Linked DNA regions of Mus musculus: region 2 is linked to region 1. The links are chromatin contacts, called in public promoter capture Hi-C maps. All regions are on one chromosome and are shown on one strand. The core of a region is the stretch at or near the end of the contact, and the rest is flanking DNA. Distances in the headings are between cores, read along the strand shown. Region 1 holds the start of Plekho2 (pleckstrin homology domain containing, family O member 2). Region 2 overlaps Csnk1g1 (casein kinase 1, gamma 1).

What was found. Promoter capture Hi-C pulls out the DNA fragments that hold promoters and counts their contacts.
Region 2: a promoter capture Hi-C map of liver shows a contact between it and region 1, with 2.1 times the contacts expected there. The contact joins the enhancer-like site here to the promoter of Plekho2 in region 1. A contact is called at or near these places in 1 of 39 promoter capture datasets (liver), 4 of 115 datasets of contacts at active chromatin or transcription factors (bone marrow-derived macrophages, embryonic forebrain, embryonic stem cells and 1 more) and 1 of 9 other capture datasets (adipose tissue).

Annotation. Positions count from the first base shown.
Region 1 is chr9:65,578,236-65,583,730 of GRCm38.p6, reverse strand. Plekho2 (pleckstrin homology domain containing, family O member 2) reads left to right here and starts at 3,644. Exons shown (of 6, transcript NM_153119.3): 1 at 3,644-3,793. The coding sequence starts at 3,782.
Region 2 is chr9:65,965,734-65,971,321 of GRCm38.p6, reverse strand. The region is part of intron 3 of Csnk1g1 (casein kinase 1, gamma 1); the gene reads right to left. Among named protein-coding and RNA genes, the nearest start is that of Gm22657, 16 kb to the right of the region's middle. Within about 2 kb of position 2,376, at least 1 of the 459 cell types and tissues checked has an H3K27ac peak or open chromatin away from gene starts, as enhancers often do. A contact at or near this core is called in liver, where this site is marked.

The DNA of each region.
Region 1 (5,495 bases), core at 2,395-4,894:
TCGGGTGCTCTTACCCACTAAGCCATCTCACCAGCCCTTGTTTTTGTTTCTTGAGACAGGGTTTCTCTATGTAGCCCTGGCTGTCCTGGAACTCACTCTGTAGATCAGGATGGCCTCAAACTCAGAAACTGCCTGCCTCTGCCTCCCAAGTGCTGAGATTAAAGGCATGTGTCACCACTACCCGCTCTCCAGTTTAAGCATCTAAGTTTTCTGACTTATATTTTAATTTATTTTAAATAAGCACGTGGGCAAGGAATTCTAAAATACAGATTAGGTACTATTTTATTGTATTGGAATGTGTTAGACATTTTTCCCACCTAAGCTTTTGTAAGAGTAACAACAGTGAGTCCTTGTAGGAAAAGAAACCTAGAGCTCAACTTGACTACTCTGGTGTTTCTTGGACTCTGTCCTCCTGCCCACTCTACCTCTGCTGTTCTGTCATTTGGGCCTTGATTGGCGGATGCAGAGGGGCGGAGCCAGAGTGAGTCCTCACGTCTGCTGTCCAACTTCCTTCTTTGCTGCTCTGGGTTGGGTGCACGTGTGATTCTCTGCTTGCTGCCGCCGCTGTGAGGCCGAATTCGAGGGAGACATAAAGCTACTTATGGATTTCTTTCTAAACCCAAATCCAGATTGGAGGCAGACATTTAGAGGGAAGGGGTTCTTATAAGATTTTCTTCTGTAGAACTCTTCCCGGGTCTTACCCATTCTCTCACTGAAAGGCCCCAGTGCAGGCTAAAGAAATAACTGTAACTTTATAGCAAAGGGCAGTATCATGTGATACTAAAAAGATCCCTGCCTCCCTCTCTGTCCCCCACACTTAGGATCCTTTCTCTCCAAGCTTTTGCCTTCCTTCTTCTGTAGTTGAATCTTGTGAAGAAAGTGTGGTTAGAAGAGACGAATGAGGAAAGATTTTATGATTTTGTAGCTTCCAGAGCACAAATCAGGCACTGCAGCTCTGGTCTCTCTTCTCCAAACTTCCTGATGCTGAGGTAGAAGCCAGCCAAGCCACACTGTGACAGCCCCAAACAGTAGGACCTCACCTTGAACTGCTTCCTTACCTTGCTTGGTGCTCTCCCTTCTCCTCTCTGCTGCCCCCACGATTTGGGGGTCCAGTTGAAAACCTACACCCTATCTTTGATTTCCCTCCTTACCTACCGTTAAAACTTTATCTTCCTCCAAAATGTATACAGTCTGTTAATGTCCTCCCATTCTCATTCCACACCACAGCATGCTGTCATCTCGTCTTAGTTAGGGTTTTACTGCTGTGAACAGACACAGGACCAAGGTAACTCTTATAAAAAACAACATTTAATTGGGGCTGGCTTATAGATTCAGAGGTTCAGCCCATTATCATCAAGGCAGGAACATGGCAGCATCCTGGCAGGCACAGTGCAGGAGGAGCTGAGAGTTCTACATCTTCATCTGAAGGCTGCTAGCAGAATACTCACGGGGCTGATGAGATGGCTCAGTGGGTAAGAACACCCGACTGCTCTTCCGAAGGTCTGTAGTTCAAATCCCAGCAACCACATGGTGGCTCACAACCATCCGTAACGAGATCTGACTCCCTCTTCTGGAGTGTCTGAAGACAGCTACAGTGTACTTACATATAATCAATAAATAAATCTTTAAAAAAAGAATACTCACTTCCAGGCAGCTACCATGAGGGTCTTAAAGCCCATGCCCACAGTGACACACCTACTCCAACAAGGCCACAACTCCAAATAGTGCCACTCCCTGGGCCAAGCATATTCAAACCATGACACACCTCTACCCGAAATCACAGCAATAGATGGCTAGTTTCACTCTAATTATAAGCTGTTCTCCAAACAGCAAGAGATGGGGCTTGCTTGTTTGTTTCATTAGTTGGTTTTTAGAGATGGGGCTTCTCTGAGTAGCTTTGGCTGTTCTGGAACTCACTCTGTAGACCAGGCTGGCCTGGTCTCATAGAACTCACAGAAATCTGCCTGCCTCTGCCTCCTGAGTTGTACAAGTGGGATTTTATTTTGAGTTGTTTATCTTCCTGTCCAAGGAACTCTGTGCAGGATGGAATGTTTCAATCTTGGAGGAAACTGTTATTCAACACTGTGGCCCTGGCACACTGTTTTCTATATCCTTAAAAAAAACTAATTTGCCGGGCATGGTGGCACACACCTTTAATCCCAGCACTCAGGAGGCAGAGGCAGGCGAATTTCTGAGTTCGAGGCCAGCCTGGTCTACAGAGTGAGTTCCAGGACAGCCAGGGCTACACAGAGAAACCCTGTCTGGAAAAACCAAAAAAAAAAAAAATTATTTTATGTATATGAGTGTTTTTTCTGCAGTTATGTCTGTGCACCACTTACATCCCTGGTACACGAGGAAGCCAGAAGAGAACCTCGGATCGTCTGGAACTGGAGTTCCAGACAGTTGTGAGCCACGATGTGGGTGCTGAGAATCAAAGCCAGGTCCTCTGGAAGAGCAGCAAGTGTTCCTAACCAATAGGTCATCTCACAACCCCTCTCCACCCTTTAGGTGTAAGGACCAGTTCCAGGCACGAGGGGCAGTGTGTTCCATCCTCTTTCACGTTGAACTGAAAAGGACCTGAGCCCAAAGGCCAGCAGAGGGCAGTGAAAGAGAAGTTTGGTCAACTGATGTAGCTGAGGTTAGGTCACCCAGAGTCAAAACAGATCATCATTAATCTATCCCACAAGCACAAAATTCTGGGTGCTGTAGCATGCAGCACACCTGACTAGGAAAGATAGTGTGTGTGTGTGTGTGTGTGTGTGTGTGTGTGCGCGCGCGCGCGGGATGCTGGAGGTTTGGCTGTGACAGTCACTCTCCGAGCCTGTTTCTTCAAAATAAAAATAAAAGTACATGGTAGAACTTAAAGGGTTTCTTCACTCTCTAGCAACGTGGTCAGGTCAGGGCCGAAGGGAGTTAGGGTGATGGAGTCGGCTCACAACATGAGAACCAGAAAGGGGTTGAACGAGGGAAAGGAGAGCACAGAGTTTGGGATTTCAGAGACCCTCTATTAAGGAACCGAGTCCAAACTTGATTCTGGTCATAAATTCCAAGCTCATGGCCGGCCCCACCCTGAAGTTCCACAGACCGAAGACCATAGCCACTACTTCAAATTGGGGGAAGAAAGGGGACGAGCCTCTTTGTGTACTCATTTCTGAACTGCCCTGGCAGCTGGATCCAGTCCCCCGCAACCCAGGCCCACTGGGTTAGGCAACCTCAAAGGCATCAGCTACCCACTGCCTCCCGGGCTTGCTTGGTCAGCCGCGCCCCCGCCCCGCCCCGCCCCGCCCCCGCCCTGCCCCACCCCGCCAGCATCCCTCGCCTCCGCCTCTGGGCCGGAAGCCCCCTCCCCCTCCGTATCCCCCACCTCCCTAGCCTCTACCCCCTCCCAGTCCTTCTCCCTGCTTTGGTCCGGGAAACCTCTCTCCGCCCTCTTCCTGCTACTTCAGCTCCGCCTAGGTTCTTCCGTCCATTCCCGGAGCTGAAGACAGGCCCCGCCCAGGATCCGCCCTGGCCCCGCCCCTGAACCCCCCACCCGGCCATGCTCCTCACCCAGCTGCGGGCGGGGGCTTGGAGGCCGCTGTATCCCTCCCTGGCCCCGCCCCCAGCCCCCGGAAGCCCCTCCCCGGCTCCAGCCCCGCCCCCCGAAGTTTCTTGGGCCCCGGGCGCCCGGCGGGACAGAAGACAGCAAGCCGCCGCCCGGCTGCGCGTAGATGGAGCAAGCGGAGCCCGCGCAACGCGGGCAGCAGTAAGCGGCGAAGCCGCCGGACCTTGCAAACTCGCCATGGAGGAGGAGGTGAGGGCGAGGGCTGGGCCAGACGGAACAAGAGTGCTGGGCTCGGGTGCTGCCCGTCCTACTTCCACGGGTCTTTCTGCACAGTCCTTCCCTTCAAGCAGAACCTGGACCAATGGGGTAGGGGCGGGATGGAGGTCTCGTCTGCATCCCGCCGACAGCATCCTCAGTTATGTTTTGGGCGTTTCTTACCAACTGGAAACAGTGCCTGTCATGGTTCCCATTGGATTGATGGGGAGACTGAGGCTCTGGAGAGTTGGGTGACTTGCTGAAAGTAGACAGGGTTGCTGTGCTTGAATCCCGTTACACCCTTTCTTGGCTTTCTTTGCCTGCCTCAGCCAGGTCTGCTTCTGAGGTGTGTGTTAGGGGAGGGAAGTTCTTCAGGGTCCTGGGTCACTGTTTTCAAGAAATCTGAGATTGTAACGGAGCCTGATGGCAGGAACGAAGAAATTGCTTTTGTCTTCCTTGTGTAAATATCTCAGAGTTCCCAGTGCTCTTGAGCTGTGTCTATCAGAGGATGTTAGTTGAAGGGTCAGGTCAACTGAGTCTCCCGGTAGCAAGGACTGGATCAGCAACGTCCCTTGGGCCTCCTCTGCCCTCTGCATACAAACTAGATTTTGGCCACATTCTCGTTATCCAAGTATTCAGTATACAGCAGTCACTTATTGCACGAGTAAGAAGACATTCTTATCCCTTGAAGGGCGGGGAAGAAGATGAAGCCTTCCCTCCTGTAGCCACCCAGGCCAGCTGGGGAGCCTTCAGTGAGCTCAGCCATCCGTATTCCTGTCAGTGAGCACTTGCGTATTTCCTGGAGTCACTGCAAGGCTGGCTGTTCCCTCTAGGCTAGACCCCGAGTTTCTGTGAGGTGGTAGATAAGTCACTTCCCCTCTCAGCCCGGGTTTCCTCTTCTATGAAACACAGGGCCTACCCTCCTCCGCTAGACCTAACTGTGGTCCCTGCACTCAGAGTGGGTACAGGTAGGGGTCAAAGTCAGGCCACTATGTTTTGCTGTGGTTTCTTTCCTTGCTGTCATGGCGGCTGCCTGCCCTCGGTTCCACTCCTGCAATGGCTGTGCTCTCTGTCCAAAGCCCCTCCCCGTGCTCCCAGAGGATGTGGGTCAGAATTACTCCATCTCCTGATCTGCTTTGGTCCCCAGTTAAAGGAAGTTCTCCTGGGGCTTCCTGGGCTCAGCAAAGTCAGCCCTGTTCTCCCTCTGGTCCCTAATCTCTAACATGGCTACTTTGTGACTCCCAGATATCAAAAACTCCTGAAGTATCTGGGTCATTAAAGTCTTGTCCATGTTCCTTCCTCCCTTGAACTCCCAGGTCTCACCCACACAGTCAGGGTATCTCTGTGCCTGTCCTTTCTTTGGTACCCCTGACTCTTGTCGATTCCTGCTGATAGAGTTCACGTGTTCGCCTGTGTCTCTGTATCCATCCATCTCTAAAACACCTCTTAATCATGGTTACTTATCTGCCCTTGACCTCAGGCTACCTCATCTCCCTTCACATAATTGTCTTCAGCCTTCCTGCTTTGCACTTCCTGGATGCCAGCCACCCCTGAGGCCAGCCTCCCTTAGCCTCTGTATAGGATATAGGATGGTTGGTCCCTGTCAGGCTGAGGCTTGGAGGAGAGCTAGTTTGGGTTCGAGCATCTGCCTACCTGCGTTTTCTGGTCCTCATTTTCCCAGTTATAAAATGAGAAG
Region 2 (5,588 bases), core at 1,127-3,626, 390 kb before region 1:
GGGTAGCTTTCAACTCAGAGATCTACATGCCTTAGCCACCCTAGTGCTGGTACTGAAGGCAAGTAAAACCAGGCCTGCTTATCTATCTATCTATCTATCTATCTATCTATCTATCTATCTATCTATCTATCTATCTATCTATCTATTTATCTATCTATCTGGAAGACAGGGTCTCAAAATGTAGATCAGGCTAAACTTGCACTCATAACAATCTTTCTGCCTCAGCCTCTTCAGACCAGAATGACAGGTATATGTCAGGTATGTTACATATATTTTTTTCTACCTTAGGGAGACAGTATGTTTCCTGAGCACAAAAATGGTGTGTGTGTGTGTGTGCGCATGCATGCACGTGCACAAGCATGAGAGAGAGAGAGAGAGAGAGAGAGAGAGAGAGAGAGAGAGAGAGAGAGAGAGAGAGAACATTCACTGTCTTTTAGGCTTGTCATTAAGCTACATCTCTACCCCATCAATATTTATATCCCCAGTAACAAGTACAGTATCTAACATATAGTAACAGATGCTTGCTAAAGTGAACCAAACTGACTTAGTCCTAGTTGGTGGGTCCAATTACTAGGAGGTGATTGGATCAGAGGAGGCTGACTTATCAATGGATTAGTTCAGAGGTAGATTCATAATTTGATGGCACTATTGACAGGTAGTAAAAATTAGAAAATGGAGCCTAATGAGAGGAAGTTGATCATCAGGACATAGTTTTGAATGGTCTACTATCTAGCTCCTGGAATCCATCCATCCATCCATCCATCCATCCATCCATCTTCCCCTCCTCTGGCTTTTTTTCTTCCAGACCCAATGAGGTGCACAGCTCTGCTGCACTATACAATTTAGTCATCTGTTCTTTTTTCATCAGACAATACCAACAAACGCAGGGAATTATGGACTGAAGCATTTGGAACCATGAACTAGATAAACCTCTCGTCTTGTATGCTCTTTATGAGAAACTAACATATGGGTATGTTTTTATTTCATTATTCAACTTGCTGAGAATCACCAGTAGTCTTATGCTAAGAGAAAATCAAGTGGTATTTTAAAAGTATTATCTTGGCCCTACAGTATAAGATAAAAGAGAACAACTAGGGTGAAACACAGGGCATTCTCCGAGCAGAGCACTTAGAGAACCACATTTCTGGCACAGGATGATTACAAGGATTATGAGCTAGAGCACGTGAAAGTCCTCTGTAAACTGAAAAGTATTAAATAAATCTCATTTTCATTATTATTTTAAGTATGAGGTAACAGCCCCCTCTAAAAAAACTAAAACAAATAAAATATTTCAGGTATTTTGAAGAGAAAAAATAAGTACCCCCAGTTAACATTTAATAGGGGATAAGAAAATAAGGCTAAAGTTGTGTCCTCATGCTAAGTGTGGCAGCCCACCCCTTTATCTAGTGCACAAAGAGTAAAGACAACAGGATCTTGAGTTTAGGGGCTACGTGAGATCCTATCTAGAAGGACAAAGATCAAAGGAGCAAGGAGATGGGTATGTGTGGGGATGGGTGTGTGTGTTGTGGGGGGGGAGATGCTCTTAGTGAGTGGAGAGCAGAAAAGTCAGAAGAGGAGCATAATCAGTGTGCTTTTCTTCAGTTCTCTCTAAACTGGAAAGCGATTGATTATGAAGTTCTTCTCAGATGATTCAATTTTATATTTAAAAAATTTACTAAATGTTGAAGTGAAGCTATTTCCTGCAGACATGACAAGACCATCTGCCATCATGAAGAATGACTCTTATGACTTATGAATACCTTGGTCTCCAGTCATCTGGACAAGAAAAGTAAGCGATACAGTGACAGCTACACATATGGCAATAATAACAGGGCTGCTAACATTCCCTGGTAGAAAGAAGGTAGAGGAGGTCTTCTGGAGATTCCAGTCACTACCACTCTCCTCACTCCCTGCAGCTCTGTGTGGTCCGAGGGGACAGGGTGACAAGTGATTTAAAGATAGAGGTTGCCTAGGAGTTAAGACTACAGTGACACAGCTCTCCAGAATTGGGACCTTCTGGTAAAGTATTATCCAGCTAGTTATCTAGTTATCCATGCTGTTGTAAGTAACCCCAATAAAATCATCAGGCCACCCTGACGAGTTCTTGATGGTTTCTTGAGCCTCTCAGTGCCCTATTTGGGGTGGGGGGAAGGTTGGTTCTTTATGCCTTCTAAGGGAACACAAGCATAAACTCAACTTTAGGTATGATTGTTGATACACTATAAAATGCTGACTGGTTTGTGCTTGTTTACTTTTTCTAAGAATGCCAAAAGAACTGAATAAATGTTATTCTCTTATTTAATAGCTAAAGAACACTGGAGGTGATGCAATAATTGTCCTGGGCCAAGCACTGTTTAAATCAATTCCTTTGCCAGGGGGCAAAGGCATCATGAAGATTGAACAGGGGCTGGTGAGAGGGCTCATGCAGTAAAAGCGCCTGCCACCAAGCCAGATGACCTGAGTTAAGATACCTAGAGCCCACCTAGCAAAGGGGACAACAAAAATCTGTGACTTCCACATGTACACAGTGGCACATGCCCCACCCGATAGACAAAATAGATAAAGTTTGTAATTAAAAAAAATTGTATAAGCCAACAGGAAATACAGACATTTAGAAGTTCAATCATTCAGTCAATATGCTCAGTGAATATACTGTACTCAGAAATGTTGCACTGGAAGAATTTAATGACAAAGATTTGTGGGTCAAAGTTCTATCCTTTTAAAATTAATAACTACTTCAACTAAACATATACATAAAATGTATCAATAACTGTGAGAAAAGGTACGCAGCTTAATGGACTGAAAATCTATGAATGAGCTGGCATGATACCAAGCACTCAAAGCTTTAGTAGCCACTGCATAAAATCTACAGGTTTAACTTTTTGTTCTAGGCTCTATCATTAATGACAGAGAAACTGTATTTACAAGTTTTGGAGCACTTTTAACTAAAAACTCAGCTTCTCTAAGAAGCAGCCTAGATATGCTACTGACATTAAAACATCTGAAGGAAAACTTCCTGATTCAGTGAGTTACCTACAGGCTACATTTACTGAAAGCTCCAGTAAGACAGCATTTCTCAAAGAATCAGTAGCTCTTAGTCAAGAGTCACACAATTAAGGAAACATAAAGGGTTTAATCATCTTTCTAGCTGTCAAGCTTTCTTGCCCTACAGTGGAAGCAGTACATATATAAATTACTACCTAACCTTTATTTCTTAAAATCCAGCAAGAAGAAATTGAGGCAGAAGCTGGAAAGCTCAGCAAATAAGAGCAGAGCAGGAAGGACCAAAGTTCAGTTCTTAGCATCCACGTTAAGTGGCTAACAACTAACTACCCCTAACTCCAGTTTAGGGGATCCATTGGTCTCTTCTAGTCTTTTCAAGAGAGGGGCATGTGTGTCCATGTACGTGTACACACACACACATACACACACACACACACTGAAGGAAGGAAGGAAGGGAAGGTGGGCAGTCAGTCAGTCAGGCAATTAGCATGGAGAATAAGTAAATACTTCTGCATACCTATGAATAGTTACCATTCTACTTAGTGAAAAGAGGGCAATTAGTCCACTGCTCCCTCCAGTCCCACCCAGAGATCGATCATCTCTTTATGTGTACAGGATGATTAAGGCAAAGATTGGTACTACAATGTTAAATTTTTCTCAAATAATGATCAGTTAATTTTAAGGATAATTTATATGCCAATTTCTCAATTTTTGAGTTTCAAATTTTCTTTTTTTTTTTTATTACGTATTTTCCTCAATGACATTTCCAATGCTATCCCAAAAGTCCCCCATACCCTCCCCCCCACTTCCCTACCCACCCATTCCCATTTTTTTTGACCCTGGCATTCCCCTGTACTGGGGCATATAAAGTTTGTGTGTCCAATGGGCCTCTCTTTCCAGTGGCCATCTTTTGATACATATGTAGCTAGAGTCAAGAGCTCCGGGGTTAGTTCATAATGTTGCACCTACAGGGTTGCAGATCTCTTTAGCTCCTTGGATACTTTCTCTAGCTCCTCCATTGGGGGCCCTGTGATCCATCCAATAGCTGACTGTGAGCATCCACTTATGTGTTTGCTAGGCCCCGGGAATTTCAAATTTTCAAAAGCTTTTTGCAGCTGGAGAGATGGCTCAGCAGTTAAGAGCACTGCTTTTCTGGGGGTCCTGAGTCTAATCCCCAGCAACCACATGGTGGCTCACAACTATCTGTAATGTGATCTGATGCCTTCTTCTGGCATAAAAGTGTACCTAGAGATAGAACACTCAAAATAAATAAATCTAAAAAAAAAAATGGTTATCAATAATAGCACTGGGCTGGAGAGATGGCTCAGCAGTTAAGAGTACTTGTTCTTTAGTTCTTAGTACTTGTACTTAGTTCCCAACACCAACACGGTGGCTTACAGTCATCCATAATGCTGGTTCCAGGAGAATTCAATTCTTCTGTGGGCATTAGGCACAGTCATTCAGACAAAATACTCATACACATAAAACCAAACCAACAACAAATAAAACAAAAAACCAAGTATTACTTTTTTTTTTGCAATACTGGGGATTGAACCCAAAGCCTCATGGATGCTACGCAAGTACTCTACTACTGAGCTACAGCTAACCTTTGTCTTTTTGGTTAGGTTAGGTTTTGAGAGAGTGTCTCATATATCCCATACTGGCTTTGAATTCATTATGCTGTCAAAGATGGATGGCCTGGTCTTCTGTCTCTATCTCCTAAGTGCTGAGATTATAGGCTGTGCCCACCATACCTAGCTTATAGGTACACTCTACCACCTGAGATATATCTTTAATACTGCTACTGCAAGTGGTATGATACAGGTGTACGCCACTATACTTGGCTTTCACATACACTTACTTGTTTGTTTGTTTGTTTGTTTGTTTTTCAAGACAGTTTCTCTGTATAGCCCTGGCTGTCCTGGAACTCATTCTGTAGACTAGGCTGGCCTTGAACTCAGAAGTCTGCCTGTCTCTGCCTCCCAAGTGCTGGGATTGAAGGCATGCGCCACCACCACCTTTATTTTTAAAGATCTTAGCACATTCATTTTACTATCATTGATGCAATGGGGGATGAACTCAGGGTTCACATATGACAAGCCATCAGTCGTTCTATAACCCAGCAACATATCTAGCCTCAGGGCATTCTTTGGAGAAAAATATTTAGTAAAAACAGACATTATTTTGAGAAATTTTTATTTCAGGCATATACATTTTATGTGTATGGGATTATAGTATTTATTTTTTCATGTAACTAATGGTCAGAAAAGTTATCTATAAAACCTGATTGAAAATCAGTGTCAATTACTTCATTTTGTGATAAAAAGCTTACAACAGGGGTCAGTCTAGTTTCTAAGACGTTCCTAAAGAATCAAACACTCAAAAAAAAAAAAAAAAAAAAAAAAAAAAAAAAAGCGGGAGGCAGGGGCAAGTGGAGTGGATCTCTGTTAGTTGGAAGCCAGCCTAGTCTACAGAGTAAGTTCAAGGACAGCCAGGGCTCCACAGAGAAACCCTGGGATTATAGGTGTGTAAATCACACTCATGCTGGGGCCTCAAAACTTGGGCCCTGAGCCTGCAAGGCAAGC